Regions from separate parts of the Gossypium hirsutum genome. Here regions 1, 2 and 4 are each linked to region 3. A link is a contact called in public Hi-C data. All regions are on one chromosome and are shown on one strand. The core of a region is the stretch at or near the end of the contact, and the rest is flanking DNA. Distances in the headings are between cores, read along the strand shown.

Region 1 (6,549 bases), core at 2,879-5,378, 300 kb after region 3:
CTATGAGTTTGTCACCCTCCACGCCTCATCTTCTTTTTTGCATAAAATTCTCTTACAGGTTAAAAAATTAGAAATCAATAAGTCTTCCAACCAAAGTGCATCCTCCATCGTTTCAAGATTATGTACTTTCCTTGTTTTTAATTATATACCCTTATCCTCTTTAATTAGTCTTGAGTCTGCCCATCACTATATGCTCCATTAATTTTGGGATCATTATATCTATTTTCATTCTTCAATGATTCAATCATTTCATTGGTTGCATTGGCCCTCAAAAAATTTAGGCCACGTAAATTAAAGGATTCTTCAATGAATTATCATAGTCCAATGTTGGTGTTCTAATCGACCTTCCAAGCCTTTTTGGACTTCTTTGATCAATAGAGACTATTGATTTAGCATCTAATGACATTGGAGTTATGGATTAGTTAGAATGATTTTTTAGACAAAAACAATCAATTAAGTATCACAAACATAAAACCACCAAAATTGAGTATCAAAACCTCCTCAATATGACTTAAATGATTAGTTGGAATCCTCATAGTCATTTTACTATATTTGTAACTTTCCATGAGTGATTCTAAGTGTGACATATTCTAAGTGTGAAGAGGTACTCTCATCACCCTTACCCAAGTAAACTTGAATCTCATATAGTAGAAGTACGTCCGTGATTCCACCTCTTCAAACCTGCTCAATGTTCAAACTCTTCTCCGCTTAAGAGACATTTCTTTCATCCCATTCGTTCGAAACTAAGAAGTAATCGCTTGCTTGAGGCTCACGATGCCTTCCATTCACTTAGGAAAACTTTGCCTTCCTAATGCTAGAAAATCCGATAAAATTGGATTAACAATCCTCTTTTTGTTTTCATAAAACATCTAACACTTTATCATATCTTTGGAAAACATATATGCCATTTATAAATTTTAATTAACTATTATATCTTTAATTTTTTTATTGAAATCAAATATTAGTTGTTTTCTTTATTTTTTATTATCATTAATATTGAAGTCCTTTTTAAAATAAAGTTCCTTAATTAACTATTAAAATATTTTTTATTTGAATATTTCTCAATTTAATGTCAACTAATTTTTCTATTTTCAAGTAAAATTCTTATTTTATTTTTTTGTTAAATTTAATATTGGAAAATTTTTTGAACCACATATATGTCCTTAATAACTTCTAAAATTAATTATTTGATTCTATTTTTTAATTAAAATAAAATATCAATTATTTTAATTACCATTAACATCAAAGTCTCCTAATTAATTATTAAAATAAAAATTCCTATTAATGATAATTAATACATATATATATTATTTTTTTAATATTAATCACATTATAGGTTTTTATCATATCTATTCTTTTTTATATAATACTTAAAATTAGCCATAACATCTCCCTAACTCTTAAATAAGAGATTAAAGCACACTAGAACACTTTCAAACCCATGTCCTTCTACACTAATAATACTACTAATACTAATTAAGCTAATACTCATCCCAACGCTATATATATATTGTGAACTTCAAAAATAAAAATAAAAATCTAAGGTATATATGTTGTTTATTTCCGAGTTGGTGCTTGCTTTTAAATATAGAATATAGATTAGATGAGGGTTCTTTTTTGTAATACAATTTTTATTGTTACCAACTCTTAAATCGGAGCTTATTAAATATTAATTATTTTAAATTGATTTTTTTAACAAAATCTATACAAATGTGTCATCTCAAAGTTAAAAGAGGATAATTAAACAAATGCAAACATAATTTATGCACAAAAATGACTCATTTTGAGTATCTAAACCCCTGAGAAGTTGATTACATTCTCATTCCATATGCGTAAACCGCTCTACAAAAACATTAACTTGTCACTACATGGGTTTAGCACATTTCAAATATCCTCTCTGCTTTAACCTTTCTCTAAATTTACTTGGGTATATAACCACCGAATCTAAACAAAGACCACCTTTTGTATGTGTGCAATCAATTTGCGTCATCGATATCTTAATCCTAGTCGATGAATTCGAGTTCTCGACGTTGAAATCCCCCACATGGTAGTGAAACCATTCCCCCGGATCACTCACTGTACACTGAGATGTGGCGTACTGACCATCCGATGTCCATAGCTGAAACCTTACGGGTTTTATATCCCAACCATGGACATGCTCGGAGTTGCAGATTCGGCGACCGAACCTCCTCACGGCACGACCTAGCTGCAGTCTGAAAAATACGCTATATGTCCCTGTAGGAAACGGAAATTCCACCTCTCCATCAACTTCAAACCACCAGATTTGCTGAAGATATGCAATGGAACCGAACCTAAATCACAAAGAAATGGTAATTGAGATCAATATCCATTTCCCACTAAGTTAAAAGCTTGATCATATCGAATATAGAAGAGGAAATATGTAGGAAATATGTATGAATATCAACCAGCAACATTAAACTTGGTCTTATATTCAGCCATAATACAGAAACTTGTAAGTTATTATATTGACATCCTTTTCTTTAATTACGTACACTAACCAAATCAGACTGTTTCTGACCGCGTGTGATGAGCTATATTGGGCCACTGTACAAAAGTCAAATACTTGAGTTAATTTCTTACAGTTTCCAATCAGTTATATGTAACGCATGTTTCAAAACTTGGGTTAGAATTCTAACTGGTGTTGTGCAAGAAACCTGTGGGTTTATATTACTAAGTGTTTGTCCCCACGGATTAATATAAAAAGATTTAAATGTCAAACACAGTTGCTTGATCAAACCATAGTAACCAGGGAAGAAGTCAAAAGCGGTGAGCACAAAGATATTTTGCTTTTAACATGCAAGGATCCAAGGAGACCAAGTTGCAATTTAGACGATTATTCCAGCACATAAAATCAAAAGAATACATTAAAAATGGAGATATTTAACAACAAAATAGCCCAAAACAAAAACATGCTTCGGATAAATTCGGCTAGATATGCCCCCAAAACTCTTGATTTTGATCAGCCAATCTAAAAAAGAATTGATGATAAGAAACTACTAATCCTCCCATTCTCCTTAACATAGAAGATAAAGGATTTGCTTGTATCTTACCTAGATTCTTCAGTAGGAATATGATTCCAATATCTTCGATCATCAATCCCTGTTATCTGTAAACCCTTTGAAGATATCGACATACAAACACCGCCTGTGCTCTTATCCAGCCATATTTTCTGCAAAAGGTGCCCAAATCCTCATTCCATCAATATTAAACTAGGTTTTTTACCAAGATTTGCTATTTCCAAATGATTATTGTCTTAATACAACGTTTAAAAGAAATTAAAACTGGAAACCAAGCTCCCAAAAAAACAGAGTGGAAAAGTAGAGGAGTGAAATTTCGGATCTTTATAAGAAAACTTGATCAAAAAACAAATACCCAGAAAGCTTCAAGACCCAAATTTCAAATCCCAGATTTTTTTTCTCATTATCGAAACAAAAATAATAACAAAAACAAATTATACCTTGGTGCCACCATCAAAGGTATTAACTCTACAGAGTCTCGTATAAATGTCTCTTTTACCCAACTTCTCAGGCACAAAGCTCAGAACTTTACCGACAAGGGTTTCATAATTCGGTGGCAATTTCGATTCCCAAACGAAATCAGCCCAAGAAGCAGCCCTAAACGCTCTGTTCAACTTTGCCAACTTGCATATTTGTGGAGGATCCAAATACCCAATAATCGAGGCCACACAGCTCTCTGGTAAATCCCCCAAACTGGGTGACGATGAAGATGATAAACCATCTTGGTCTGTGAACAAAAGAGAGAAACTGGCACCCATCAAGAGAAAAGAAAAAGAAAACCCAGGGCACTGAAAAAAAAACAGACTTCCAAAGGCAGAGAGTATTGATGATAAATCACAAAAGAAGAAAGAAGAGAGAAACAAAGAAAGAGAGAGGTGGCAAACAGAGAACAAGCTGGTATTTAAAGGAAGGACGCGTACTCGTTTTTAAGGATTTTTCATCTTTTTTTTTTGTTTTTTTTTGGGGTTACTGTTTTGTCTGTTTGTTTACGGAGAAAAAAAAAAGCCTCAATTTGGAGGGTAAAAGATGGAAGAAAGATGAGTTAAAGAAGATGTAACAAAATTAAACAAGAGTTAAGTAGCTTTTGTGTTGGGAGTAAGAGAAGTATTGCGAGTGTTTCCATGGTTTTGGAGTCTGTAAATCCTGAGGTGAACATAATGGATAACAATTATATAGAAGATTTTCTTACACTAAACAATGGGAATTTGGGGTTTAAAGAGTTGTTGTGGCAGTTCATGTTTATTGATTGCATTCTAAATTATGTGTAATAATAGCACCACAATGAAAACAGCTCTATTTTGTTTTTTTCTAAAATATTTTTATTTTCATTTTTTAATATTTTTGAAAATAAAAAATTAAAAATGGTTCTATTTTCCGAAACTAAACCCACTATTTTTCTTTGTTATATTTCATTATAACTATTTATTAATAATCAAGTATTATAAGTTTTGAATAGTAATAACTTTTATTTTAGTTAATAATCAAATAAATTTTTTATTTTCAACTAATAAAATGTTTCAACACAATGTTGGCCATTAATTTTTAACATTAACCTGACAATTATTATTATTTTTTTGTTTTATTTTTACAACATGTCATGCCAAAATTATGACTCGTGTAATATTTAAGGAAATGGATTTTTTTTAACGTATATGTATATTATATTATGTTGAATAAATTTTATAAAATTTTTTATTCTATTTTAAATATGATATTAATAAAGCTTTGTTGCTTCTTCTTTAATGTTTGATAAAATTGTTAAGCCTACACAAAATAATTTCTTTTTAGAAGAGGGTAAACACCCATAAATATTGAGGTCTGAAAGCCAAGAAAATTTAGAAGCAGTCACAAAATGGGTATTCTTAAAGAAAAAGCTTTAACTTACCTAAAACAATATTTAAAACTACAAGATGTTAAAAAAAAAAATGAAACCATGGAATTGACCTCCGAAAGTTGGTGAAAGGCAAAAGAAAGGATTTTGTTTTTGTGAGTAATTGGATTGCCAAATTAGTATTAGAAAATATCTAAATTTTAATACAAAAAAATAAATATCTTAATTTGACAGCTGACTACATTTCTGAAAAATCAGAAATTGCGTGCTTAAAACCTAATTTCTCTTTCTTATAATCACCATACGTATCATAGACAAACATAAAACAATAAAATCATGCCATGCTCCATTTATTTTGGTTATACATGTCTTTTAATATTAAATAATTTAGTTCTTATATATATTAAATTAAAAAGTCAACGATTTTTCTTTTAAAATTTTCATTTATTTCTATCATTAAGTGATGATACGATTGATGAAGCAACTGGACAATGACATATACCGTACCAAAAAAATATTAAAAAATTAAAAAATTCTAAAAATAAATAAAATTTAAGTAATTATTTCCATACTTAAAATGAACTTTCAAATATTTATTAACAAATTATTAAGAAATAGAATATTATTTATTAAGAACTATAAAAATATTTAAAAATTAATCTTAATTTAACATTAATAATCAAAATTAAAATAACTCTCTCAAAACCACAAATCTAACATAATAAAATTTTTATTTTTTTTTAGTGAATGGTATTTATGTTTTGACCATTTTTCCTTAAATATTTATTATTTTTTATTCAAATTTATAACATATTTTATCAAATTGATACACTTAGCAGTGAACAATATGCAAAGCAAATAGCTGCTTAAAACTAAAAGATTTCACTTCTATTAAATTTTATATTATTTTCTAGTTATTTGTCATTTCAAGTTTTCTTATACTTAAAATAATTCATAATAATAAATATTTAACTCGAATGTTTACGGTAATTTTAAATATTTTTTTAAATAATTTTTATATTTTTATAATTATTTGAAAAACCGCTTTTAAAATAAATCTAGATAAATGATAGACAATAATATTTGAACTTAGATAACCGTTTAATCAAGTTTATCCTAGACATGATTTTTCAAATATTAATTAAAAAACTTTATTTAAGAATTTTTTAAATATTTTCTGTCATATGAATATGTCACATCAACATAAAATACGTATGGTGTGTTACTTATTTACATCATTAATCACATAATCATTTAACCGTAAAAATGAAAAATTAATTTTAATTTAATTTATTGTTTATTTTAAGTAGAAAAATAAAAGCACAATACACCTCTTAATATAAAAATTTTAATGACAAAATGATTAAATTATTGAGAGATTTTTAATACATATACACTTTTTCTTAGGGTCAGCATATTATTAATTATATTTGTGCACTTTTTCTCCAATTAATTTTATTATTTCTTGGGTAAGCACCCACTATTTTTAATTTTACTTTTTAGGTCATTCCTAATTAAACAAATTAAAAAGCAACCGCATGACTTGAATGGGTTTGACGATAGAAGAGGTTTGAATCATGCTATTTAATTGTCACACAAAAAATTTAATTATTACTCCAAATAAATAAAATTTTATTCTTAAATCTACAATATACTTTTTACCATATTATAATTGTTCTT
Region 2 (6,543 bases), core at 3,468-5,967, 380 kb after region 3:
CTAGTGTGAAGTCTTTTTCCCTTTTTATACTTTTGTCAGATCTTTAAATTTTTTCATGCTATAGTACTATTAATATATTACTGTGACTATCTATCATCTCCCTGGCTACTGGAGCCTGTTATCTTTAAATTTTTCATGCTTCTAGTACTTGTTTTCTGCATCTGCCACGGCACCAGATTTTAGAATTTCCTTACTTTAATCATAAATGCTTCAATGTGGTCCTGTTGCGTTGTGACCTTAGTTGGCCATTTGTGATTGCCCTTTATTCCTAAGCATATAGTTTGCTTGTTGCTTTTAGTTGTTAGGTTTCTTGCTCTTAAAGTCATTAATGGAGGATTTTTACCCAATAGTTTGATATGTTGGTGAAGTGATTATAATGAATAATGACCCTTTAATGTTTTTTGTTCAAATGACCTTGTTTGCTTGCTTGATTATACTTTTTAAAATTTTCCTGATGTTAACCTTTTAAAGGCAAGAAGGGCTTTGAGAGCACTAAAAGGATTGGTGAAGCTTCAGGCATTGGTTAGAGGCCATATTGAAAGGAAGAAAACTGCAGAATGGCTAAGACGGATGCAAGTATTCTTGCAAACACAAGCACGTGCTCGTGCCGGGCGGGCCCAAATTTCCGAATCTTCACGAATAAGCAGCAAATCTTCTCACTACCTCCATCCAGTAAGTCAGTATAGTTCTTCCCTCTTTTCATTTTTTGGGATTGAGATGGTTGGATTTGTTACATAGATTTCTCCTTGTGCTTATTAGATTGATATAAACTTTTGTGTATTTTGTAATTGTTGGTGACTCTGGAATCTCTCTATTAATGTACAGGGTCCACCAACCCCTGAAAATTTTGAACATGCCGTTCAACCGAAGAGTACAAAATACGAACAATCATCAATGCTGAAGGTATGCTTTTCATATCTATTTGAAGCTCTGTTGTTGGACTTAGGTGAGTGTTGGGTACGGTTGTGTCTAACAAACGCAAATTCAATCCTTTTGAAGTTTTCTGTAGATTTGGAGTACGATATTTTTTTTACTTAAGTCTGAATATGTAGGATACAGATTTCGAACATGAGTATTTAATAAATAAATAATCGGATAATATAAGTTCGGAGTTTCTTTAAGGAAACTTTGTAGTACTATTTACTTATTTGGCATTGACTATGCATGCTTAACTAACTTATTCCAACAATTTCAGAGAAATGGCTCAAGGTTGAGTGGAAGGACTCGTGATAATTATGAGCAAATGCACCCAGGTTGGTATACGTCCGACCACTGGATTGATGATCAATCATGGGATCAACGAGGGCATTCGACAAGAATTGGTCATACGGATGATGAAAAAAGAATGACAAAATTCTTGAGGTTGATATTGGGAAACCCCGTTTCACCTCCAAACGCCGAAACCTGTTTCACTCTACACACCTTGCATTGAATTCTGATCTATATGGTTGTAGCTTCACAAATTCTAGAGACTCACATCAAACAGCTCCTACTCCTTTGTCTGAAGTTCAGTCCTTAAATTTATTGAAGTTCCCTCATGAGGTCGAGGAAAGTCCTTTCTGTACTGCTGATAATAGTCCAGATTTCCATTCGGCATCATCAAAAGGGGGTAGTTCTATGAGAAGCCCCTTTACTCCTGCCAAGAGTGATGGGTCAAGAAGCTATTTAAGCGGTTACTCGGACCACCCAAATTACATGGCTTTCACTGAATCTTCAAGGGCTAAGGTAAGGTCTCTGAGTGGTCCCAAACAAAGACCCCAGCATGACAGATCCAGTTCGACAAAGAGGTATTCCATTCACGGCTTCGGAGAATTGAAATCATGTACACTGAAGTCTGCCTTGCACGCAAACTTTGCAAACAAGGCTTATCCAGGTTCAGGTCGTTTGGACAGGCTAGGAATGCCTGTTGGATATAGATATTACTAAATAAGGGTTTGCTGTGTTCCCTTTTGCTTTATGTTCATGTTTTCATGCGTAGGTAGGACTTATGTTGATGACTCTTGACCTAACTCTCTCATTGTGTTTTAGTGCATGTGACTTCCAATCAAGTTTCAAAGATCATGTATTCAAAATGTGCTTTACAAGGAGTAACCTTATGAAAAACAAAGATGAAATAGGGTTTAGTCATAATTGTCCCTTTGTCCCATTTCTTTAATCCTTCTTTTGTAGATGTGATTAAAGTTATTCATTCCTGCTTGTGACCCTTTATATAAGTTTTGCATGCTGGCAGAATTCTAAAGGCATGTAAACTACATTTGGCAATCTTTATTGGCAAACTTTAGAAAATAATCCCGACTTTTGGTGGTATCCAGTCTAGTGGGTAGGTTTTGGCATGCAGGTTAAAAGAAAAACCTATGGAATTTACGAAGCAGCCAAGAGTTTTACTGGCTCAGGCTAGAAAAGGTTTATGTACTGAAGAATCAGGGGGCAACGAGGTGACCCAAAGTCTCAGTCAGGGCAGTGAAAAGTCAAAAAAAAAAAAAACAGTACAAATTTCATTAAAATGTGTTTATCAGGGAGCAGAGAAGGGGGTCAATGTCCTATCACCTTGATATAAGATTCCAATCACTCAGTGCCAATGTATTTCTCTATAGGTGGATCAGAGCAGAGCACTGCCATTTCTATAGGTGACTTTGGAAGAAAAAAAGGTCTGAAAATACGTCAAAGATTTATCTCTACTTTCTAAGTAAACCTGCATTCAATGACAACATATATGATGTATAGAATTGCATCCATATAAGAACAACGAATTTACTAATATTCAAATATAATCTCTAAGCATATACATAGACAAATATCAACCGGAAGAAATTAATAAACGAATAAAAATAGTGAAAGAATTGAGTGAGAGAAGATGAAGACGGGGGTTAATAGTAGTAATGGTAATGGTTTCATTATTATTTTCCACAGTGCCAACTTGATGTAGGAACACAGCTCAGGTAATGGCACCAGCTGCAATGGTCATTTCCATTTTCTCCTCTAAACAGCATCACCAATCCGACTGTGAATCTGCATCCCATCCATAAATTATACAACATATCAATCTTTCCAGTCAACAGAAGGACGAAAGCTAAATTAAAATGCAGGATTTAGATACTTACCCAACTATAACCAAGACCACTGCAATCACCCAGAAAACATATTGGTATGCCCTGTGCTTAGATTTAACAGGTGCACCAGCAGGAACATGCTGACGTTGAACCCACCCGAATTGGGGACGAAGCAGCAAAACAAACCCAAGGAGAAAGCCGGTCAAGAAGCCACCGATATGTGCGAAGTTATCGACGTGAGGAAGAATCCCTACTGCTAAGTTAATGGCAATAATGACCACAAGTGTGATCAGAGCAGCAGCCTACACACATACGTCAACAAACTCACAGTTAACAATTATGCAACAAACATCAAAGCAATTACTATTTTCCAATAGAATGCAACATGTAAACATTTTTGCTTTCAAAGCGTATATATACAAAGGGCAGATGACATACCTTATTTGTGTAGATAGTCCAGTTAGTCAGAAGCTCCGATAACATTGCTCCCAGAAGGCCGAATAAAGCACCAGATGCACCAACAGAAATATTATCCTGAATGAAAAGAGATGATAGTATACTCCCTCCAAAGCCGGACAATAGATAGATAAGCCCAATACGCACTGTCAGGGGAAAAACACATATATAAGCTATAACAGCAAGATGATCAAATTCTTCATTCAGCAAGTAATGAATCAAATAATCATTAATCAAGCACTAAGAAAAGGACAGATAGAATACGGAATCCAAATTGCTGTTCAAGGCGAATTCCAATGAAGACCAAGCTCAACATGTTAGCAAGAAGATGAATAACGCCAGCATGTAGCCAGATGCAAGTGATGAGCCTCCATCCTTGCTTGCCATGCGCTACCTTGCTCCAATTTAGTGCTCCCAATTTGTCCAATCTGAATAAGAACAAAAATTAGAAAGTTAGAAAGAGCTACAATTATTGCCAATGGCATGACCTAATTAAAATCTTGCTATAGACTGAAAAAGAACAGGAAAGATACACATCATATAAAAATCCAAGGAGCCTCAAGTTCCATTCTAACCCAATTCGAAGCGGGTTTAAAACCATCAGATTTAGAGATGGGAGTAGATGCGGCTTACGTATGAGAAGAAGGACCAAAGAGAGGATTTTCTTTCAAAGGCTGAAAAGAAAGCTTGCCAAGGAACTTAGCCACGCAGCTGCCTTCAAATCCCAGATTGTTGTTAGGGCAATCATTGATATACATCACCACAAAAAAAACAGCAACATTAGCCACCACGAACATTGGAACAAGCCATGAAGTCCATTGCTTATCAGTGTTTTCTACATAGAAAGGAGATGATGATTGGTGATAGCTATTTGCTCTGTTCTTCCCATTCCTTCCTCCTCGCTCTAGATCCCCACTTGCCATCCTCCAATACAAAAACTTGGTTCTTTTTCAAGTTTAATGAATAAAATTTGTACCTTTTTTTCTTCTGTGGGGTTTTCTTTTTCAAAGGAAACTGGGATCAAACTCAAATTTATATCTATTTCGATTAGTAGAAATGGAGAGAGATTTGGGTTGTGGGTACAGATTTAACCGTTGAGCTACAGCCTACAAGTTTTTATAGCTGTCAGTCTGTCTGTCTCTATCTTTGAGCTTTGTTTCGTGGTGGTTTGTGTGATTGACTGTTGGGTTTGATAGAGTAAAAGCTTGTTCTTTACCTCCTCTTTTAAATGTAACATTGATGAACCCCAAAATCTTTAATAAAGTGATGCATTAGTTTTTTAACCTTTTGATGAAGAATGAACGTTATGGAAAGTGATTCTAACTTCGTAATTATCCCCACCTGGAAATGATCAACATTCTACATTCTATCACCTTTTAATGCCATAATAATCACGGAAAAATAAGAAAATTCCAATTTCTCATTTCTTTTAAAATATGCTATTAGTTTTTATATTTTAAAAAATTCAGATTTAATCCTTATACTTAAAAATTAAAATTTTTATTTTTTTTTGATTTAAAAATCTTAGTTAAACTATTATTGTTGATGATAGTTTTTATTAAAATTTATTAATTTAATATATTTATTTTTTGTTAATCATATCTCACATTATATAAAAATAATTTAATTAATGTGTAAAATTGATAAATTTTAACAGAAAATACTGATAATATTACTGATTAGACTAAAATTTCTAAATAGAAAAAAAAGAAAACTTGATTGCTAAATCTCAAACTTAGACGAAATACAGCATATTTTAAGCAAATAATTAATATATCTTCAATTAGTCAATGGTAGAGGTAGAGGGCCTCCAGCCATATGTGGTTGTCAATTTTTCATTTCATGCTCATCTAATTAAAGGAAAGAAAGAAAGAATGGTATTATGTATATTGAGAGTACATCTTGTAAAAGGCAGCATTGGAAACTGAGGTCCTCAAATAGTAAAATTGCTTTAAAAATTATAAGTTAATCGTTAAAAAATTGCAATTCTGATTCCTCTAAAATAGTGGCTTAGATAAAGTTTGTGAAATGAGTTATTAACAGATGGAGTGTAATAAAGAAATGAATAAAATAGGAAAAGGAATTAAAAAATATAGTTTCCTATATGGATATTTAACATATAATTTGTAAATTATTCTTTGGTTTGAAGAAAATTCCATAAACTCTGGCGTTAAGATTTTTTGGTGTAAACCTTAATTGATATATAAATATGGATATGGTAAAAATGGGTATGAAAGGCTGATGCCTTCCATGTTAAGGAGCTGATCACAAACACTCAAAATGGCAATAAAATCATTACAGGGATTGACTTTTATTATTTAAATGACACGCTGATATTACGCGGATTAGGATAGGAATTGCTCAGCAAATGAAGCGAAATTTTATAGGTGGAGTGAGTTGGCAGCAAGCCACTATGGGTTTCAGTTGGTTGGCTGGCTGGCTGGACTAGTTCCTTTGGCTTTCAACCTACGCTCTACGCCTCCGCCATCTGCCATCTGCCATCTGCCATCTGCCATCTGCCTTTTCACGTCCTTTATACTAAACCTCCTCTATTCATATATGATAGACACACGCAAATCGGACGGAGCTTATATAAATAAATAATAAATGCTGCAACTACATGCATAAATGTTGGAGTTTCAACACACTTTAACCGGGTAAAGTAAGAATTTCAAACAGAATACCAGCAGCAACGTATTATACCCGGGTAAAATATGAAGGAAAAATGCTTGAAGTTCAAGCTTTTATCTATTGTTGGGGATTTTTTAGGAAAGAGCAGAGCAGAGGAAGAAATACAGGACAGAACAAGGCAGTATTTTTACTTGCTCACAAATGTGCAGCAAGGGAGCTATGGCTTCAGCTCATTTAGCTCAATTTTTCATTAAGAAAAATAATACATTTATAGAGAAAACACATTACCAAATACTACCTACTCCCACTTAGTAGCCTAGGGACTTGCTAAGCATTACTTGTACACATCAATAAGCAGAATTATCAGCTCAATCATCACCTAAACCTATCAAAAACATCAACAACT
Region 3 (6,643 bases), core at 1,639-4,138:
AGAGCTATTATCTTCTTCTTCATCATGGAAGGGACAATCTAGAACAGACACTGGACTAAACTGTTCCTTTCCTTCCTCGTTTGGCCAATCCTGTTCCTGTCTCAGATGGTTGAACTATCAGTTGATAAAGTTGAAGTATCCAACGAGAACACAACGTCTCTAAAAAAAAGAAGAAAAAAAGGTATAATCTACCAATAAATGGAACAAGCAAAGGAGTCCTGTCCAACTTCAATCTTTAATTACCTTCCTACAGTTGTTTTATAGAATTCTTAAGTTACTAAATTTTTGGTTTGGAGATGGGAAGTCACAATCAAAATACTAAGCTACACGCAGTCACACCTTTAAAATTTTGGTTCAAATCCTAACTTGTATTTTCATTTTAATCTCCGCATGGTCACCAAATCAAATGATATAAGATAGGCTACACATATTGTTTTGGTACCAAATGAGGTAATGATGTCTGTATTTGATATCTTATCCATATGTTAAAACATTTTTGAAAATAAATATTTGAAGGTCAAATTCAAAAATTTTAAAAAAAATTAAGTTTAAAAAATAAATAAAAATTAAATTTATCACAAACCTAATACGTAAAATTGTAGAAGAAACTATACTATTAACTAATATAATATGTTTTGTCTTTCGTTTTAGAAACTGCTTAAACCAAGAACGAGATGAGAAGAACCGTAAGGTTGAGTTTGTTTCAGGACTAGCTAGTGACAGAAGATCCGGTGGTCCAAAAATTATAAACAGTGCATGCTTTTATTGTTGGCATGTTGAATTCAAAACAGACAAAAATCTAGGAACAAGTAAAATGTTTTAAAGACAAGTTACATTTGGATTAAGTCAACTCACTAACTCGACATCTGCCCACCCATTATAATAATGTTTGGAACTTCATAAAGCTAACTAATAACACAACAGTAAAGGGACCATATTGCTTAATATTATGCATTGGCAACAATAAAAAATAATTCAAAGATATTTAATATTGATTTCTTAAATGAAAATAGGACCCATATACCATACCAAATCAGCTGCCTACGATGGAGATTCATAACTAACCTAATTCCAAACTCAATTAAATATTTAAATTAAAAGCACCAACCAACAACTACCATCTTTATTATTCCTAAAACATAATTTGTAATAGAATTAGTTGAAAACATATTATCTTACTCCTTTTCATACTTTTTAACATAAGCATATATAGCAGAATAGGGTACATCTCATCTCATGTACTATTTCATATTCGTTTCGGGTTTCTACGCCGTGTAGGGGGATCTAAGGCCTCGGGTTGCTCCTTGGGAATTTAATTCCAAAGCTTCGAGATGTACCCTATCACTTCCCGATAAATATTCCACGCGTGGGAAAGTAAAGGAATCCATGCGATTGCGATCCCACTTCCAGCTGTTTCTGCCCTTCCCCAATCCTACCCTCACTAAATCTCAAAATCCCCTTCACATCCCTTACCTAATTCATCATTCCAAAAATATATGTGGTGATTAAAAGACATCAAACAATCAGATAACGCCAGCAACAGACAAAGGATAAAATTAATTTTAATTAAAATTTGAACACGCAAAATATTGAATTCAAATCAATTCATCTCCTACCAATTTACCTTTGTGAAGTTGATGGAATCCTCACCCACTGTATTGCTGACTTCTTCCTTCTGGGGTAAACTTGTTTCAGCCTCAACGATGTCGTTTTGGCTCGACCTCTCTGAATTACTGCTCCAAGTCTGTAAAACATCCGCAGTAAATTCACTTTCTGCCCAGCTGTTACTGCTTGTGTTGGAGGAGACCCTACTGGCAGTAATGGTTGTTGAGGAGTAGGAGGATGTGTCGGTGGTACTGACGTTGGTAGTCGTATTCTGATCGGACGGTTCATTTTTCTCTTCAAGAAATTCACGGAACAACTTGCAGCGTCTGATCTCACCCTGATGATCTTCCTTGTCAGCTTTTCTCCAAAAGCTTCTTTTCAAGAGCTTCCTTGAAAAATTCCTGGTAAAATGCACTTTCCTGGAACTGTTTCTTTTCATCGACAACGATGAAGATGATGACTTGACGGAAGGAAAAGGGAGTAGCTTGACGGCGTTAAGAACAACTTCTGAAGCTCTTTGCAGAGCTGAAATGGTGGCGGCACCTGGTTTCGAACGGCTTCTGAAAAGAAGCCGTTTAGTGGTGCTTGAGTAATTATCTTTGGATTTCTTCAACTCGGCCTCGAGAAGAAACCTGACGGTGGTGCAGCAACGTTGACGTGGAAACGATTTGAAACCACTAGAAGAGCAGGAACTCAGATCGTCTCTTAGGAGGAAATCTTTGAGCATCAAAGGTTTCTTCTCGAACGAAAGCGTTTTCCTAAGCTTAATATGATCAGCGGGAACACCGATCAAAGCCATATTGATGGGAGAAAAAGGTTGCAGGGTTTTAAACAAAAAAGGGTTATGTAATACGTTAATTGTTACTTACAGCTGTAAGCAATGTTGGATATGATATGATGATGAAAACTTGAAGAAGATAAGAGGGCATTTAAAATAGACTCAGAATGATCAGAACATAAGCAGCTTTTAGTACAACAGAGGAACGCAGAAATGGAAAAATTACAGAGAGAGAGGGATTTATAGAGGAAAGATTTTAAAGGTTGTAAAGATCTCTAGGGTGAAGATTTTGAAAGGTGAGAGAGAAGCTAGGATGATGCTGCACTGCTGCTTCATCTCCTTCTTCCTCTTGTTCTTGTCGATGCTTTCAGTTTTTGAATCTTAAGTTTCAATATTTTAATGGGTTTTTTGAATTGGTGAATTAAATGCATGTAAAAGTTTATTTATTTATAATTTTGTTATTACAGTGAAGGGGAAAGATGAAAGAAGAGTTTGAGAGACCAGTAGTTGACCTCTGAAAAAAATCTGAAAATGATGTGCTATCTTCCATGCATGCAGCGATACTGGAGGAAAGTCTTCACGTGCTTTGTCACGTGTGTTTGTCTTTGCAACAAATTTTATGATAAAATAGTAGTTTGATTCTCATTTTTTACCTAAACAAAAATGGTTTTGTATATTATAATTATTTTTCAAAATATATTTGTTTAAGATTTGAAAAACTTAGATCCTATACTATTTTTAAATTTTACAACATTTAGTATGTCAGGGTTGAGTTTGAAAATGTTTTGAAACTTAACATCTCTTTCTTAAAAAAATAGTCATGCTTAAAAACATATATGAGATATTGAAATTGAGTGTATATTCTTTTGATGATTATTGTTGTTTCAATTGAGAAATTAATCTTAGGAGTATAAAAATTTATAGTTATCACCTTATAAAAGATGATGATCCACCCTCCCCCTAAGTAGTGATGGGCTATGGGCTTCAGCACATCTCTTGATACCTCACAATTAAAAAAATTAGGTTGGGGCAGTTCAGTAGTAAATGGAATTGAATTATTAGGAGTTCTTTTTAGTCCAAGTCCCATAATAATAAAGACTTAAGTGATGATTTATGAGTCACTATGTTGCACTAAGGCTAATATTAGGTACTGAATGGTTGTTTATTATTTGGTTCATTTTTTCTTTTTTAAGTTTTAATCTGAGTTAAGTTAATTTCGGTACCTAGTACTTTTAGGTTTCATCAAATAATAGTCTTATACTAATTAATAATAGGGCAGATTGTATCATTACTTACTAATTTATGGGTAAGTTTTCGTTTTAGTTACTTAACTAAAAAAAGTTACAATTTGGTCACTGAACTATTTGAAAGTTTTCATTTAAGTCACTGGGATGTTAAAATTGATGTTATATAGCTTTCTTTGTTCATATTGCCTACACCAATCGGAAGTTCTTTTTCTCCTTCTCTTCTATAGTTAAGTTTTTTTATGAAATAATTTTAGACATCACAAATTTACAAACCAAAATTCAAATAGTTTCTTTTCTTCAATCTCCAATATTGACCATCATATCGAGTTAGATCTAAGGTATTTTGTTTTTCCTCCTCGAAGGGTATTGATCCACCATTCTAATTGTCAAACCGTCGCTTGAAGCTTGCTGGTGAAGCTTTTTTTTTAAAAAAAAAATATTCTAATGACTTAAATGAAAACTTCTAAATAATTTGACGATTTAAATAAAAATTTCCTAATAATTTAGTGACTAAAATAAAAATTTACCTATAGTTTAATGATTAATAGTGTAATTTACCCTTAATAATAAAAAGTGACTTCTAAATAATTAGACGAGGCTAATGGTCTAAGATATACAAAGCCTAGCCAGCTGCTATCCTTGCTCTATTCATACTAGGCCATTGATGAGGACAAAAACATGAGCTAATGAGAAGAGAGTCTTTGGCTATGAATTAGTTACAAAAAAATGATTTATCTGAGTTGAGTTTTAGATGTAAGAGGCACATTTAATTTTGTAATTTTCCATAACTAATTTAATTGTCAAAGAGCAATCAAAGTAACTATTCCAATACTTTTTTAGTTAACTCGTTCAAGACAAACTCGTAATTCAATATTCAATTCTTGCAATCCTCCTTCATCTCTAGAAGAAACAAACATTTTGGCATTGTTTGTTAGAAGTTTCAAACAAGAAGATATAAACACAACCATAGAAACAAACCCTTACCTCAACCTCTGCACCTATTTCTAATTCAATGAGCACCCAACGGAGAACACTTCGTAGCCAAAGCCAACTGCCCCACTTGGTTCTCTTGCAGCTAACACTTCTATCTTGTATCTAAACCCCAAGATATCCCAATTCAAATTTGGTAATTTTTGCCGCCTTAGCTTCTACATCTGTAGGGGCCGTTTTTGTTCCTTTTCTTCCACATCGGCTTGTGATGCATCTATTTCACAACCAAGCCCTGCATGATATGAACTCAAGAGGGTTCAAGAGTAATATACATCATGGATGGGTGAAAATTATAAAATTAAATTTACCAAATCTGCTATTTTTTAAGTTTAAAACATAAGCAAATTTGGAATGCATTTTTTGATGTGATCTAGATATTTCTAAGTTGAGTTGTTTTTTAATGGATCAAAGAATTATTTCTTAACTTTGCAACAATCGGCCTACACCGAAAATAGCATTATAAGTAGATGATTGATCAACCAAAAAGAAATCTATGTACTCAGCAATAGTATGCTCGCCATCTCTAATGTAAATGGGAGATGGTGGAAAAATTTAGTTTACAAAACGATTTTGTTACATAGCGGAAGATTTAAAATTTTTCAAAAACTTAGCCGCTATGTTATTTATAGTAATAAACCATTTATCAAATTCGTTTCTATGTTTTGGAATATGCATGTCTCAACTTTCTAGCAACATAATTTTGTCCGTTATTCTCAAACTCTCGATTTACTTAAAGTGTGGGCTCTAAATTCTTGAACCAATAAAAATAATGAAAACTTTATTGATTTTCTAGTGGAAAAAAACAAATCTCTTTATAAACTAAAAATCAAAAGAAAACTCTCTCAAAAATAGAATTTATTTATGGCATAAATCTCAATAATATTTGACAAAATAATAATACTTTGTGTTGTTTTATTTGACCTAGCCTATAGTCTTTATTTATAGAGAAAAACCACGAGTCATAATTAAACAAAAGCAAATACTATTATTTTAATAGAAAATACATACTCCTACTAAAACTATAGGCAAGTGGGCGGCACACCTAAGGTTGCTGCCCATTACATGTTAGATGGGTCAGTTGGGCTTGTCTAATGTGTTAAGTATAATTATATATGTTATCTAAACCTTTAATCAATTAATATAATTTTATATTTCTTAAAATATTATTTATTTAATTAATTAAAATAAATTTAAATAATTCACTCAATTAAATTATTTTATTAACTCAATTCTAATTTCGTTAAAATTATGAAGACTTAACCGTACTAAAATCTATGAGTAAATAAATTTAATTGTCTTCTTCTATAAAACTATGATGATTAATTAATTTAATTTTTACTCTGAAATTTAATTATTTAATTACAATAAATTGAATAATAATCTGAAGAAATTAATTTAATCTTTAAGTCATCTCTTGCTTATAGCGAGAAACACATTCATTGCGAGAGTGATACATTCGATCTATTTTCTAAATTGATTCAAATGCAAACCATTAAGGGTTGTACCGAGTTAGCGAAGACTGATTGAACATATATAATTAAGATCCAAATAGTTGGTAATTAAGTTTCGACACTTTGTTTATTAATTACAATATTATTTAGGTTCTTTCAATGATCTTGTCATATGTGTTACCTTTATAGTATATTCTTAATCTATTTGGGTTAAATCCGTTCAACAAATATGATTTTATTTCACCTCATGGTAATCATTATTTATTATTTCATGAAAAATTTAATTACTAGTAATTAATAATTAAATCATTTGTCCTAAATAAATAAACCGTGAGTACCTTATTTTTTCATCTCTCATGTAATGTGAGTGAAAGACTACTATTTACCTTCTATTAGATTATAAATTCAACTATTATAAATGAAATTATACTATGCAAAAAACATATACCCAACATATTAACTTTCTACTCTATAACCAATTTAACTTAGTCTCCGCCTTTTATGTAGTTAAGTGTAGGCGACTTTCATACGGGCACGGGCAAGGTAACAATACCAGTAGTGGAGAGGTAGTG
Region 4 (6,516 bases), core at 2,552-5,051, 360 kb after region 3:
TCTCCACCCCAACCCCCGTCCCTCTCTCTCCCCCAACCCTTCTTCTTCCTATTGATGCAAATAGGGGTGTACAAATTTCAAGTAAAATCGAATTCGGTTAACCGAATTAATTTGGTTGGGAGTTGGTTAATAATTTTTTGAAAGTTCGATTAATGGTTAATTCGGTTCGAACTCGGTCGGTTAACGAATTAACAAAACTTAATAAATAATATTATAATATAAAAGTATTCGGTTGGAGGTCGGTCGGTTCGCTTAATTTTTTGGAAGTATAAATTAATCGGTCGGTTAATTCAGTTAATCTTTTTATATATTTTATACTTGTTTTAACCAAAAAAAATTCGGTTAGTTTGGTTAACCGATCGAATTAACCGAAAAAGTTCGGCTCGGTTAATTTTTTTGAAAAAAATTCTGTTTAGTTAACAGTTAAGGGTTTAAAAGGGTCGGTTAATTGGTTGGTTAACTGATTGAACACCCCTAGATACAAATGAAGTAATGAATATTGTTGCATCCAACATCACTAACAAGTTTTAATGGATTCACCCAACGATCAATGGGATGGTTTGGTCTAAGGGTGAGCAAAACTCGATCCAATTTAAAAATAAAATTAAAAATAAATTCAAATTTTGAGTTAATTGAATCAAGTTATTTGATTTTTCAGTCAACTCGAATAAGTTGAGTTTGAGATAAGTTTAATTTTACAATTTAAATAATTCAAATAACAAATCGGTGTAAATATTCATTTGGTCCCTGACAATTTTAAAAATTAGCAAATTGGTCTCCCTCAACAAAAAGTACAAAAAAACTTCAAAATAATTTTTAAAATTCAAAATATTTATAAAATTCTAAAATTTATATTTTAAAAAACATATATATAAATTTTAAAATTTTTAAAGAATATATAAAGAAAATTTAAAATTTTATAAAATAATTTAAAATTTTATAAAATAATAATTTTGAGGACCTAAATAAAATAATTAATGATTCAAGTTTATAACACTAAAGAATTTTTTTTTCTTATTTTGCTTTGATAAGCTTTTAAATGTATATGGTTTCAAATTTATGTGTTATAACATGAAATTAGTTATACTATAACAAGATTTTAATTTGACATGTTTAATTTTTTAGTTTAACTTGAACAAATTTACTTGATTCGACTCAACTTAAATTTCATTTCACTCGACTCGATTCAAAAATTTTCAAATCAAGTTAGGATGATATAATAAGACTCGTCAACTCGAAATTTTTTCACTTAATTCTATTAAACTCTGACCCCTCTAACTATTTAGATTTCATTGATTTGGCCAGGTTTGCCTCACATAATATGAAATCAAAATTTAATATTTTGGCCTGTGAATCACAAACTAATAATTTAAATTTAAATCTATTATATTATTTTGAAAATATTTTTTTTATATATTTTTAAAATTTATTATTATTATTTTTGAAAATATTTATATATTTTTATATATTTCTTTAATTTTTTTAGAATTAAGATTAAATTGGGAATATTTGTAAATTTTGAGTGTTAATTTTTTAAAATTGTGACTAAATTGATATAATATATAAAAGTTAAGGACTAAATTTATTGTTATATCGATTTTTTAAATGCCATCTAAGTAACTTTAGTTGAAAATATTAACATTTTAGTAATTTCATAATGAAGGCGAAATCCAGTTAAAACTAATTTCCATTCAATCAAAACTTTTAAAATAATAGTATCGCCTTTCGGAAGCACTGTTGAATGCTGCTTTTAGTGTTTGCTAAACCTGCAGCTTAAAAGGATCCTAGAAATAGATTAATGCTAGCTACCATTCTGGGTGCAGATAGAACTTTGCTTTGATTTTTTGTTATAAATTTACAGTAATTAGTACAGCTTGACGCATATTTTTAGAAATATTTTAATGTCAGTTAGATCAAATCATTGTTGGATTTTTCCTTCCTTTGCCAGCTTTAAAACATATATCTTATCAATTCATCTAATCCCAGAAAAATTCTCTGACAGAAAAGATATATATATCCAATCCCAGGAGAAGGAGAGGTTTGTTCAACATTGTCTGCTTTGATTTTATCAAGAAGCCTATTGAGAATGACAGCTGCTACCTATATACATATGATAGTTTCTGAGAAAGAAGACAATGGAAATAAAATAATTTAGAGGTGGATGTTAGCTCAAACTTTGACGCTGACATTAGCGGCAAAATCTTAGCTTCATGTACTCCATACCCGGCTTGCACCTTCTTTGTCTATTTCTATCTCTTTTGCTGTACGGTAACATGTCCATTTAGAGTGGCGTATCAAACTACTCAATTCACTTCTTTTCATACAAATATCGAATTGAGTTGTTGTTAGATACGTAAACAAGCTTATATAAAAAAAGCTCCAGATTTGCTATATATATAGATATATGTTCTGTCGTCAAAGTAGTTTTTGAAGTTGGAGTGAAATGAAACTGATTACTTTGCTGTAATTGAGTCCAATTTATACCAAGCCTAGACTTAAATTACTAGCTATTTTATTCCCCTGATCTACGATGATACATTCTATTAGATACTACAATTATATGATTTCATAAAATAACTAAAATATAATACAACTTGATATTAATATAATATATTTGTTGGGGAAGAAATGATAAACAAGGTTCTGTTTACGAGAGAAATTGAGCAAATACTAGCATCAGGGGAAGAGGTTAAAGAAGATCTTTCTTGAGGTCAAGAAAGGGTATCTATAAGTGAGGTTAATTGCCACCTTTGCCCCAAGGCCTCGACATATGCCCATACTAGTTTTATCGTGGACGACCCCTTAGGGAACACGATAACCTTATTAGTCAGGCGGTGATGGGATTAGTGGATTCAATGAACTAACTGCAATTAGACTAATGTGGACTCGATGAAGCTTCATGTGGGATGTACACATGCTTCATGCGAGGAGGAGACTCAACACCTAGCTTCGACAAGTTAGGTTGGAGGCACTCCAAATGTCTAGCATGCATGTGTTAGGGAAGACCATAGTTGGCGAGGTGCTGCTTGTGGGCGAGGTTGTGGTTAGCAAAACAAGGCTAGTGATGCCCATTCTCATAGCAATTGCCCTTAACCAAGGAAAATGTTATAAAGTGGCAATCCCCGAGACAAGACAATGGCATATTGACTTTCTGATTTTTAAACGACGTAAAAAGCTTGAGAACATGGGCATGAACAATATGTGTCGTAAATGAGTTGCGTGTTTCACACGTATCTTGTAATTTTGAGAACTCGATTTTGACAAAAAGGTGTGCCATTTGAGTTTTCTCCAATTAATTATATAAATAATGTAATGAAAAATATCTCTACTTACCATTATATATACATTCAGTCTTTCGAAGAAGTTAAAAACCCTTTAATAATATCTTCAATTATATAAAATAATAATTCGATTAATATTTAATACATTAATAATCAACATAAACACAAATATTTATTTTTTTTCAGAAAATTAATACAAATTACAATATGTCACGTGCAATTGTCCAATGATTGATGGATGATAAGAAGAAAAATAATTTGAAAAGACAACATTTTAAGTGAAAATTTTTAGTGGCCCAAATTGTAAGAAAATATCATCGCAATTAATAAATTGAAAAAGATATTAGCGGCTTTCATGTGCAGCTTAAAAATAAAAGATAATGTGATAGCGTTTGAAGGTTTTGATAAATAATAATAGTAATAATAAACATCAAAAAGATTGTTTTGTTTGTCTCTATTATTCTAATAGTATAGCCAAAAGGGGAAGATGCTGAGAAGTAAGACAATGGAGGACATCACACAAGTTGATAAAGTGGGTATCAAGTTTATCAAAGACTGAATCATTTGATTAAGACATTAGTGGACCATGAATTGATTATCGGGGTTTTAATGTCAGCAGATTTTCCTCATGCAAAGATTCCATTAACTCAAATCAACAAAATCACTTTATATATATATATATGTATATCATGATAAGATACCAACTACGTTGCTCATGATTCTGATATGCTTGCTATAATGAATTTCATGATACATAAAGAATCAAAGAATAAAACTCCAACACTACAGACTCTAAAACCTAATCTGCCTTGGAAAACAACTGAGTCCGATATTAAGCTACTGTTTTTGTATAAATGGGTTCAACCACCACAAACCAAATCTTATCTGCAAAAAAGAACGAAACATATAATGCCAGATTTCTCTACCTACTAAGAATTCTAGCCCTTTTTGTATGAAGGGAATGGAATCAAATTCAAAAGAGATGGTATGTATGACAAAGCAATCAACTTGGCTTAGAAAATGAGGTTGAGAGCTGCCTGCCACATCGATTGGTGTCCAATCCGAGACCGAATAAAGTGGCTGATTAAACCAACTTAGTGTAATTCTCACAAGAGTACGTTTTCAGCAACATTTGACTCTGTAGAAGTCCCCCGTCTCATTAATCCCCATGCACTTGAACCCACCTTGCTCCATCAACTTCCTCCACTTCTCAAAACTCCCATGCCTTTCAAACCTGTTACCTCGTTCACAAGTAATTATATTTCTGATTTCCCCTGCAAACATCTCTTCTATTTTGATCCTAACCGGACTATGCAACGGAAGCTATAATCAATTGAGTCGAATATGGCTGAGTAGTATCTCAATGAATTGGTAACTCTTGCTTCTAAGCTGAGGACATTATGCTCAGCTTCTTGCTTTGCCATGGTGACTACTGTAGGGTTTGTGCTACGAATAAGTCCCAAAAAGTCCTTCAATGCGCCCCCGTCTCGATCATAAAGTGTCTTTTGCAGTTGAAACACACAATTCATAGTTACACTCTCCTCATTTGCACGAAGCAACAACAACCTTATATCTTCTAACCTCTAATTAATCAAAAGATAAATCTTTTAGTCATTGGTCAAAAGTTATATCATCTGATTTTTGAAAAAGAATTATAACTATTCAAACAATATTATTTGAATAGTTATAATATTAAATGAATAATTATGTGCATTTTTAAAAGACATTATTATTCTGAAAAGACACCTATTAAAAGATGTCTCTATGAAAAAATATGAGAATTCCTATAAATAGGAATGAAATTTCATTTGGAAACCATACTAACAAATTCTGATATTCTTTCTTTTCTTCATTTATTATTAGATTTTTATTCTATAAAGTATTACTACAGAAATCATTTATAAAAATTGAGTTTCTTGTTATATATTACTCAGTGCTTAGTGGATTATTCTCGTCATTGCAAAACGCAATTTGTCATCGGCTTCATTGTATTCTTGAGGTTAATTTGCTTGAAACTCTTTTGCACATCAAAGATAGGTGAGGACGAATATAACCTTAAAGATAGTGTTAAGCTTTGGCCTGCAATGCAACATCAGACTAGCATGCAAACCAACATTGGAGCTGAACCAAATGAAGCAGAATCATTTTGTTTATTTGTAACTTGATTCGGTTGCTTTGTAATTTAACGTTTAAGTTAGTAGTATTTGGTCAAGATTTGAAAGTGATAGCTGGTATGTCAGCTATATTTTGTTTGTAATTTTAGCTAAGCTTTTGACAAGCATTTATGGGAGCAGTTATGTTAGGTAACTGTCAATTTTATTGTAACATATATACTTTTGGTGGATGAAATGAAAAGTAAGAAAAATTCATTTTCTTCCTCAACAATTTGTTTTTGCTTCTGTTTTAGTTTTTCTCTCTTGCAATTCTCAAGTCTTTGAAGTTTAAGCTTCTTTCATACTTTATCCAGGTTTATTACTTTGTTGCTCTATTTTCAGACAGAGCTTCATATTTCATCCGGATTACTTGGTTTTGTTTTTATTCCTATGTAAAAAACCAACAAATGGTATCAAGAGCATGTCATCTTTGAGGGCCTCTGTTGTTGGTATCTTTCTTTGTGGAGAAAACTTAAAGAAAAAAAAAGCAGAAGCTATTTTTTGTTGGTCTGTTTGTTTGCTATAAGGATGACTTTACACCACCACCACCACCACCACCACCTGTGTTTGCTGGAGAAAACTACCACATCTGGGTAGTAAAGATAAAGACATATCTTCAAGCACACGACTTGTGGAATATTGTAGAAAATGATGTTGAACCACCTCCATTGAGGGCCAATCCCACCATTGCACAGATAAAGCAACATAGTGAAGATTGTGCCAAGAAGCATAAGGCTATGCTTACCTATAAAATGGAGTATCCAATGTGATTTTTACTAGGATAATGCCTTGTGACTCACCAAAACAAGCATGGGAGAAGCTAAAAGAGGAGTTTATGAGGTCAGACAAAACAAGACAACAGCAACTGATCAACTTTAGGAGAGACTTTAAGAACTTGAAAATGAAAGACTCAGAGACTATCAAGCAGTATTCTGATAGGATAATGGTCATGGTCAACAACATTAGGCTCCTTGGTGATGATTTTAGTGAGAGCAGAGTTGTTAAAAAGGTCATTACAACTCTCCTTGAAAAATTTGAGTCAAAGATATCTTCATTGGAGGACTCGAGGGATTTATCAGCCA

What was found. A called contact is a pair of places that touch in the nucleus more often than the background predicts.
Region 1: a contact with region 3 is called in a Hi-C map of hypocotyl, with 2.6 times the contacts expected there. The contact joins the promoter of LOC107926907 here to the promoter of LOC107926994 in region 3. A contact is called at or near these places in 8 of 34 Hi-C or Micro-C datasets (callus, hypocotyl, leaf and 2 more).
Region 2: a Hi-C map of leaf shows a contact between it and region 3, with 2.0 times the contacts expected there. The contact joins the promoter of LOC107927001 here to the promoter of LOC107926994 in region 3. A contact is called at or near these places in 8 of 34 Hi-C or Micro-C datasets (anther, callus, hypocotyl and 2 more).
Region 4: a contact with region 3 is called in a Hi-C map of leaf, with 1.5 times the contacts expected there. The contact joins the enhancer-like site here to the promoter of LOC107926994 in region 3. A contact is called at or near these places in 3 of 34 Hi-C or Micro-C datasets (anther and leaf).

The regions. Positions count from the first base shown.
Region 1 is chrA08:117,751,664-117,758,212 of Gossypium_hirsutum_v2.1, forward strand. It overlaps LOC107926907 (F-box protein PP2-A12), which reads right to left and starts at 4,129. Exons shown (of 3, transcript XM_016857854.2): 1 at 3,479-4,129; 2 at 3,072-3,190; 3 at 1,741-2,312. The coding sequence starts at 3,796. The coding sequence ends at 1,865.
Region 2 is chrA08:117,830,334-117,836,876 of Gossypium_hirsutum_v2.1, forward strand. LOC107927001 (RHOMBOID-like protein 3) reads right to left here and starts at 4,718. Exons shown (of 5, transcript XM_016857958.2): 1 at 4,140-4,718; 2 at 3,771-3,934; 3 at 3,489-3,652; 4 at 3,102-3,352; 5 at 2,738-3,009. The coding sequence starts at 4,429. The coding sequence ends at 2,898. It also overlaps the pseudogene LOC107927000.
Region 3 is chrA08:117,453,791-117,460,433 of Gossypium_hirsutum_v2.1, forward strand. LOC107926994 reads right to left here and starts at 2,889. Exons shown (of 3, transcript XM_016857950.2): 1 at 1,625-2,889; 2 at 1-96. The coding sequence starts at 2,404.
Region 4 is chrA08:117,812,155-117,818,670 of Gossypium_hirsutum_v2.1, forward strand. No RefSeq gene overlaps it. Among protein-coding and RNA genes, the nearest start is that of LOC107927001, 20 kb to the right of the region's middle. Within about 2 kb of position 3,802, at least 3 of the 9 cell types and tissues checked have an H3K27ac peak or open chromatin away from gene starts, as enhancers often do. A contact at or near this core is called in leaf, where this site is marked.